Regions from separate parts of the Lactuca sativa genome. Here region 1 is linked to region 2. A link is a contact called in public Hi-C data. All regions are on one chromosome and are shown on one strand. Each heading gives the region's core, a stretch centred on a gene start, on an enhancer-like site or on the middle of the called end of the contact. The rest is flanking DNA. Distances are from core to core; before and after follow the strand shown.

The links. A called contact is a pair of places that touch in the nucleus more often than the background predicts.
Region 1: a Hi-C map of bud shows a contact between it and region 2, with 9 times the contacts expected there. The contact joins the promoter of LOC111893079 here to the promoter of LOC111893078 in region 2. A contact is called at or near these places in 2 of 4 Hi-C or Micro-C datasets (bud and seed).

What each region holds. Positions count from the first base shown.
Region 1 is chr6:43,373,404-43,377,913 of Lsat_Salinas_v11, reverse strand. It overlaps LOC111893079 (40S ribosomal protein S23), which reads right to left and starts at 1,757. Exons shown (of 4, transcript XM_023889155.2): 1 at 1,619-1,757; 2 at 1,009-1,164; 3 at 810-936; 4 at 408-724. The coding sequence starts at 1,623. The coding sequence ends at 584. LOC111893057 (PWWP domain-containing protein 5) reads left to right here. Exons shown (of 2, transcript XM_023889128.3): 2 at 1-703.
Region 2 is chr6:43,186,975-43,191,606 of Lsat_Salinas_v11, reverse strand. It overlaps LOC111893078, which reads left to right and starts at 2,396. Exons shown (of 6, transcript XM_023889153.3): 1 at 2,396-3,305; 2 at 3,384-3,569; 3 at 3,669-3,905; 4 at 3,984-4,201; 5 at 4,280-4,546; 6 at 4,629-4,632. The coding sequence starts at 2,888.

The sequences.
Region 1 (4,510 bases), core at 508-3,007, 190 kb before region 2:
GAAAATTGATTAGTTTTGTAAAAATATTGTTAAATTTATGTTGTTTGTTTTGTTAAAAAAAAAGGTCCTCGGGTAAACCCAAATCTGATGCTATATTTTCAAATAATGTTTCATATCTTGTTACAATATTTGAACATCTCAAGAACATTTTTCATTTCATTTTGGTTTTAGTTAAGGTTTTTAATTAAAATATTTTAAACATATCACAAACCTTTATTTGTTGTTTATCGATATTTTGTTAAAGAATTTGAAAAACTTTATTTTGTAAGTTAAGGTAAAGTGGGACTTTAATATTTTTATAAAATATATAAATTCTTTCTACTAAGATACGGATATTCAAAATTTCAAACAATTCATACACAAAAAAAAAGCAACAACACATTCACTAATAGAAAGCAGTATAAAAGTAGGCAAAAACAGTTATCTAAATAAATTGTGTTTACCAAAATCACATTACAAAACAAGAACAAATCGTCTGCCCTCTGCAAACACAAATCTAAAACCACAATTCCATTTGAACTCTTCAACAAACATATCAAAACTAAGACAAAAGTCACCAGTAAAACCTCCTCAGAAATATCACTTAAGATCTTGGCTTCTCCTTCTTCTCCTTGAAAAGAGCCAAAAGTGAAACACCAGAAACCTTCACCACCTTGAACCTAACTCCAGGAATATCTCCCACAGCATGTCCCTTACGTCCAAATCCAGCAATCAAAACTTCATCCTGTCAAACAAACAATCACAAATTATACACATCATGAAAGAATTCACACAAGTGTGAAATTGAAAGAACACAATTGGGTACGAACGTTTTCTTCAATGTAGTTCAAGCAACCATCATTGGGGACGAAAGCAGCAATCTTCTTTCCATTCTTGATGAGTTGAACTCTGGCACACTTTCGGATAGCAGAGTTAGGCTGCTTAGCTTCAATACCACTGTCAAAATGGAGAAAGTTTAGGTTTTGGAATTGAGAAATGAATACACGAATTTGAGGATTTAGGGTTTACATTTTCTCAAGGACGATGCCTTTAGCGTGAGAAGAACCAGCGAATGGTTTCTTCCATTCGTTACCAAGGTGAGACTTCTTGTATGATTTGTCAGCCCATCTTTGTCTGCGGCGATGTGACTTCAGCTTGCGTCCAGCTCCCATTCCATGTGTCTTTCTGCAAATTCAATCACTATGAGCAAACAACCTCACCATGAAAAAACCATATACAGTTATCAAATTGCTTAACTCCTTTTCGGATTTTGATCACATCGAATCATCGAAGAAGTATACTCATGTCAAGTTATGTATTCACAGTCCGCATATGTATATCAATATGAAATCTAAGCCGGTTTCCGACTTACTAGATCTAAACACTATTTCAAATCATAATAATAAACAAAAATAGCGAATTGTGATCTTCCAAATCTGTTTCGTACGTTGATTAAGCTAAAACAGTGTTTGATTCATGTATCCGGTTTAGTTATCAACGAAACTGTATCCAATGAGCAAATAACTACTGGAATCATGTATATGAACTCATATAATCCACGAATACAATTTTGACAAAAACAGAACACATTCAAGAGAAGAAGCAGAAGATAGATATGATCAAAGACGGTGGTGCTTACCCCATGTTTGCGAGATTTGAGTGAAACGCTGACGGCGCGTAGGTTCCGAGCGAGACCTTGAAGAAGAAGCGGCTGCCTTGTGATAAAAACCCTACTTCTTGTGACGAATGAAGCAGAGATCATGTTTTTATATGGGTGGGTCATGACTAATGACGATTGTGCGAAACAGAGTGGGCCAACCAATGACTCTTTTTTTGGGCCTTGTAATTGGGCCGAGCCGTTGTTATTTTAACAAAAATAATTAACAAAAACTAAATGTTTTTTACGGCCTATTAGAAAAAAGGAAAATAAGAAGAAGCAAAACGAAAAAAAAAAATCACTAAAAAAATCCTAACATATCATCTTCGAATGATTGAAAAAAATCTATCATGTCTATAATAACGCTTTTTAAACGGTAAACCCTTGATCGTCGATTAATTACCGATCGTGATTTAAAAAAAAAAAATCTAAGGTGGTGTTTGTTTTTTGTCCGCAGACCTTCTTAGCCTTTTCTGTCTGCGCGGCACAGACCACGTGTAGACATTAGTTTTCACAGACTGTTTGTTTTTTTGAAGACTGCAGACCTAAAAATGTCTGCGCGCCCTCTTCTTGGCGTATATGTGGACCAGAGTCTTCTAACATCTTCTAGCCTAAAAAAACACATATACTTTATTTCTTTTAGTTTTTTTTTAATTTATATTTATTCCAATTTTATTAGTGATAAACAATTTGAAAAAAAAAATTACAATACTTAAAAAAAAATTCGACGACACAAACATGATATTTTTGACAAATTTATAATTAAAAGTTTATTACAATAATGGTCGTTGAAGTTGTTTATATAAATATAAAAAAATAATAATATATTCTCATATTTTTTGTCCCAAATTTTATAAAATATCATTTAATAAAGCATCGTTAACTTCTTAGAAAAAATAATTATTGCACGTTTTTAATTGATTTAATTGAAAAAATCGAAGTTTTTTTTTCATTCATTTATATATCAAATTCTTTGATTCCTAATTACAATGTTTAGGCATAACTTTGCGACCAAAATTATTGGTTTTTATAAAATCTATACGTTAATTTGTACCATTTTTATTTTCAATTTTTATACAATAATACATAAAAGTCTATTTAGATGTGTTATTTATTTATAACAAAGTCATAAATATATTAAAAATCACTTTGTAGTTTAAAAAATCAGTTTATTTAGATTTTAGTTTATTTTAATAGTCTGCAGATGTTAAAAAAACAAACAGTCTTCTTTTTGCAGACTTCAGACGTTTGGTCCACCTCTTCTGCTGCAGATGTCTACAGATGTGATCCGCAGACTGCAGACATTTTGCCTAAAAAAAACAAACAACACCTAACATATTATCCTCTTATGTGTAAAAAAAAACATTATGTTGTTTTTTATACAATAAAACCATTATATTTTATGATTTTGTACAATAAAAACCCTTTTATGTTTTGGTTTTGTACAATAAAAAATTTTATTTCCACATTTATATAATATATTTCTTTGATAAATGATAATTGATAAATATTTCATTCATTCCATTAAAAAACAAGGGGGTTCAAATGCATAATTTCTCCACTGTTTTATGTTTTTCTTTTGAGATACCGTAACACACGATGGCTCTAAGGTATTTATTTAAGTTGGTTATTTATTTATTTTGATTCTGGGCCTCGAAGTCATCGGAGTTAACCATTTTTGGACTCAAGGTGTGCCGTACGCGGGGCGTACCACCTTATGTACGCTGGACGTACTAGTGAAAAGGGGACGCGGATGTCATGCACGTACGCTCGACATACATGTCCAGACCCCAAAACCCTGATATTTAGGGTTTGAACACTATTTAAAGAACATTATGTCCCAATGATCTTTCCCACCAGCCTCCCTCTAGTCCTTAAACAGCGTCCACAAAACCCTAACTCCATTATTGACTGTTGTTGAGCTTGGAAGGTATTTTTGAGTGTATCTTAAGTGTTTTGAAGGAAGGGATCATCTTGAAGCTTCATTGGAGGAGTGAGAACTTGAAGATCCAAAACATCATCATCATCATCATTTGGCACTCATTAAAGGTATAAAGCTTTGAACTTGTTGTATTATAGCTTAGATCTAGTTCTAGCTTGATTTTGGTTAACTTTTGGTCCCATGAATAAGTTTTGGTGGCTTGATGCTATACCAGAAGTTATGAGTTGCCCTCTTGACGTTTTTGAGACTTCTAAGCCTTAAAGTTAGCACCTTTGGGTTCGAAACCCACCCATGCATGAATTTGAGTCCATTTTATGGAAGTAGAGTGTTACATGTCGAGTTTGGGTCATTTGGGGCATGCAAAGCCACCAAGTCAAAGACTTTTATGGTTCTAGATGTTGAATACGACTCATATCTGTGATTAGGACCATTGCACTAAGGAATTAAGAGCTTAATAGAGAGATGGCTTAATGGGTAAGTACGTTGGGCGTACAAGCTCGTACACACAACGTACAAGCCATGCAGTGTGTACAGTTAACGTATAGCTGAGTACGCCAAGTGTACTCAGTGATTGGGCTTCACATTTTTTGGGCCTCAGATGGGCTACTTCTTTGGACATTATTGTTTTGGGCTTTATTACGCCATATGAAATTAGGATTTGGACTAAGGAAATTATTGAGCTTTAAGGTAAGGCCCATATGGAGGGTTTGGGCCCAATTTGGAAAATTGGGTCATAAGTGGGCCTTAGAGGAACAATTGGTTTTGGGATTTTTGGTTTGTGGATTTGGACCTTGGTATTGGATCAATTTAGGACAGGGGTAAAATGGTCATTTTACCCCAAATTGGATTATTGGATATAGTTTAGAACCCAAGTGTTAATTAGGTGTTATTTTGTACTGATAGCTTGAGGAGTCATCAGGATAGTAGCTTGT
Region 2 (4,632 bases), core at 1,147-3,646:
TACTATCACTAGCACATAACATCAATCATACCAACACATAATCACATCACAGGTAGTAGCAACCCTAGATGAATATCACAGAGACAATCATCTATCATACAACCCCTACTGGTGGGCCGACATTGTGGCTGTAGACCCACCGCTACTGGAAGGTAACTCACCTCAAGATAGTTGCTGATCTGCGTGGGAATTGACTGCCTTCTGCTGCTGCTACCCCGGAAATCCTCCGGCTATAATTCCCACAAAACACTTAGTCAAATACTGCTAAACGACCTCAGGGTAAAATGACCATCTACCCCTAACCAAGCCAAGAGTCAAAGTCAAAGTCAACTTCCAGTTGACCCGAATCGCCGAGTTGGCTCGCCAAATCGTCGAGTCCCTATCCATTCGATTGACCATAATCCCGTCTCTACTTGTCGAGTTAGGCATTGACTCGACGAGTTTTCCTTCTAAACTGATGTCCAATAGTCCTTCATCCTACTCGCCGAGTTGTATGAACAACTCGTCGAGTTCATCTTCATCCGAAGAACATTCTATGCTAAGACTCGTCGAGTTGTATGAACAACTCGCCGAGTCTGTTCTTGAGGCAAGAAGATTTCCTTGGACTCGCCGAGTCAGGGCATTGACTCGCCGAGTTCCTCCATGAGTGAGTCTGGCTTCCGACTCACTGAGTCACCCCCCATGACTCACGACCCCACTCAGCAAACACGAAAAGAGGAAAACTCGGGGACTCGCGACTCGAATCGCCGAGTCAGATGAACGACTCGCCGAGTCTTTCACATGCAATTACTATATACTCGATTTTGCTTGAGTCCAGCTCATGCCATACATAGATCTGAGTTTTTAGGGCTTGATTAACACGTAAAGTTTCTAACTTTACGTGTAAATAAACACCAATGAAGGTTTTAGGGCTCAAAATGCACTAAAAGAGTAGATCTAGGGCTTTCATGCAATATGGCTCCATAAAGGCAGTAGATCCGACCTCCTGGAGCTTAATCATGCCTAGATCTAAAGGTTAATCAACTTATCATAAACCCTAATTCATAATCAAGATTGGAAATGGCTCAAGAAGGACTTTAGTGGAGCTCTAAGGGACCCTTAGCATTAAAACATAAGGAAACTGAGTTATACCTCAAGGAATCTCTGAAATAACACCAAGATGCTTGGCCTCCTTCTTCTCCTCTTGATCTACTCTCCTTTTTCTCTAAAAATCTTCAAGAAATCACACCAAAACACTTCAATCTCACAAGGAACGAGGTTAGGATGATATAGGGAGCTCTGAGGGTGAAGGGGGCGAGCTTGGGGGCGCATATGATGGTTTAAATAGGGTGCAAACCCTTGAAATTAGGGTTTCATCAGACATCGGGGACTCGCCGAGTCCAGAATATGGACTCGCCGAGTCGCCAACTTAAACGTGCTCATATCCCGGCTCTACTCGGTGAGTCGGGCCTACAACTCGCCGAGTCCAATGCTAAAAATGCAAAATACTTAGATAAATTTTTCATACCAGGAACTAGGTGCTACAGCTTAAACCCACATACATTATTTTGGAATTTGTGGTATTATATGCTCAACATTGTAATATGTAATCGTAAGACACATTATCGCCAAACCACAATTGTTCATAATCTAATTATACATAGGGAGTAAGACAACTAGTTGGAATAACATGTAGTGTGCCTAAAATTATTTGTTGCACGCGAGTGAATCTTAATTATGTTTAGGTAATTAATTGGAATTTAAGGGAAGAAAAACGTGTTTTTCCAACTATATGAACAATTAAACCGGAAGTATCTTGTTTTCTCATTCATAGTATTTGTTTTAACAACCTTTTGCAACGTAAAGTTTCTATCTATTTAGTTTAGATTTGGTTTAATTTTATTTCGTGACAATTGCAAGTAGTACTTTTTCCAATGACTATATTAACATAAAGTTTAACCACAAACTCCTCGTACATTTGACCCTTACTTACCCTAGCTATCTAGTGAGTTTTTAAGGTTATTTTTAATTGAGACTACAACCTCGGTCATGCATGCTTTTGTAATTACGATTACTATGATTTTCGTTTAGATCACTTAGGCTAAAAAACAACCTACCTTCAGTTCATTTTTATGACACACATTGTTGTATTGAGTTGAACGCGAAACTTAGATAAATCATTACTTTCTCACACAAAATCAGATTTAAACATTCTTTATATCCATGTGTTCCTGATCACGACTACTATAAACAAAAGTGTAATTTCTTAAACAAATTAAAAGAAAAAGAAAAGAAAGATATTATCTAGGTACGCCGTTGACGGAACATGCATCATATCCTGCAAACTGACCCCACCACCGACCTTTACCCCACCCCCAGAAACCTAGAAAACGAAAAGAAGATCATCAAATCTCAATCAATATCAATCCCACAGAGACTTCGAGTCAAGAAAAAACTTTGCACAGAGATCGGAGCTCGAGGAAATCTCCATTAATGGCTGCTTCCTATGATCATATGAGCTTCGAAATTTGTTTTCAATACTCAAGCCATTCGCCGACCACCTCTGAAATGACGGTTTATATATGTGATGCGGTGTCATGCTATACTGTACCATTTTTGTCGTAAAGCAAAAAGCGAGAATAATCCCTTTATGGCGTAGGGTTTATGCAATTTTTCGTATAATTTATTCCTAGATTGAGTTTCACGCTTGTAAAGCTCTCATTCCTACTCAGATTTTGGTGTTTATCTTCTGATTGAAGCAAATCTGCACACATACTTTTGCTCTTTATCTATACTTGTATTTTCAGTCGGTATTATCTGAAAACGGATTGCTATCCGGAAATTAGAAAGTGAAGATGCCATTGACGTGGTAGTGAAGCAGTCACTGAACTTGAAGAAAAAAACAAAAATGGAGGAGATTGGGAGACCGAAATCATGGACGGAGGAGCTAGCGAGTCTCGTGGAGGACACCGGAATACGATACACCGGTGACGATCACACTCTCAGTGGCCTCTCAACGCCGTCGTTTGAGTTGAAATCCGCGATGGAAGGGGAAAGAGTGGAATCCGAATCCGAGAGCCTTAAGGATCAAATGAAAGGGTTCGTGAAAGCTTGGGGAGAAATAGCGATTGAATTAGGGAAAGGTTGTAAGGATGTAGTTTTACAGAGTGTATTAACCGATGATTCTTACATAGTGAAAAAAACGAAAGGGCCGTGTCGAGTGGTTGCCGGAAAATTGAGTGTTTTGAATGATTTTCTGCCGGAGGATCGTCATCCCGTTCATGCTTGGCCAGTGATTTTATCCGTTTTCCTCGTCGCTCTCTCAGGTAATTCGACTTTAACTCCATTAAAACATCAGAATAAGTTTTCCCCTTTCCGATTCACATTCTTCTTATCTCCTGCAGTTCTGAGTTTGAACATTAAACACGAAAACACTCCGATTCCACTTGTTCAATCACATCCTCCTAGCGCAAATCGGATACTACTTCCCGATGGTAGAAACATCTCATATCATGAACAAGGAGTTCCTGCCGACAAAGCTAGATATTCACTAATCGCACCTCACGCCTTTCTCTCTTCTCGTCTTTCAGGTAGAAATCACTACTAAACTACTGCTTCTCACGTTCTTGTAATCAGATAAACAAAAACCATGAATGTTGCAAAGAACTAAAGATACTCTCGTTTTACAGGAATCCCAGGCATCAAATCGTCACTCCTGGAAGAATTCGGTGTTCGATTAGTAACTTATGATCTTCCTGGATTTGGGGAAAGCGATCCACACCCAAATCGGACTCTTCACTCATCAGCCATGGATCTTCTACACTTAACAGAAGCTCTTGAAATCAACAAATTCTGGGTGTTTGGGTATTCTAGTGGCGCTATCCACACTTGGGCAGCTCTAAAGCACATACCTTCTAAAATCGCAGGTAACTTTACTGTTCACAATCTAAACCTTTATAAAAACTTCACATATTTAATGATTTATGGATGATGATTATATACAGGGGCAGCTATGTTTGCACCAATGGTTAATCCATATGACCCTGGTATGACAAAAGAAGAAAGATCAGGAATTTGGGAGAAATGGACACGAAGAAGGAAACTTATGTTCTTTTTTGCTCGAAGATTTCCAAGATTTCTTAAATTCTTTTACAGAAGAACTTTTCTATCTGGGAAACATGGCCCAATTGATAAATGGTTGTCTTTATCTCTTTCAGACAAGGTGAGAGTTTTCCAATTAGAAAAATTTCAGCTTTTTAAAGTTTTGTGAAGTTTAGTTTGACTTTCTTGATTTAAACAGGATCAAGATTTGACCAAAGATCCGGGTTTTGAAGAGTTTTGGAGAAGGGATGTGGAGGAGTCGATTAGGCAAGGAAATGTGAAACCTTTTATAGAGGAAGCTGTTTTACAGGTGTCGAATTGGGGGTTTAGTTTGAGGGATTTACAAGTTGAAAAGAAATGCAAGGAGAGAGGATTGTTTGATTGGTTTAAAAACCAGTTTATGTTTTTGTCTAATGAAGTGGAATGTGAATTGGTGGGATTTCTTGATCCGATTCATATATGGCAGGTTTGTGATTGTGATTTTTTTTTTCTTTTTTTGGAATATGATTTTGAGAAGTTTGTTTTGGTTTTGTGAAAAATGAAAATAGGGAA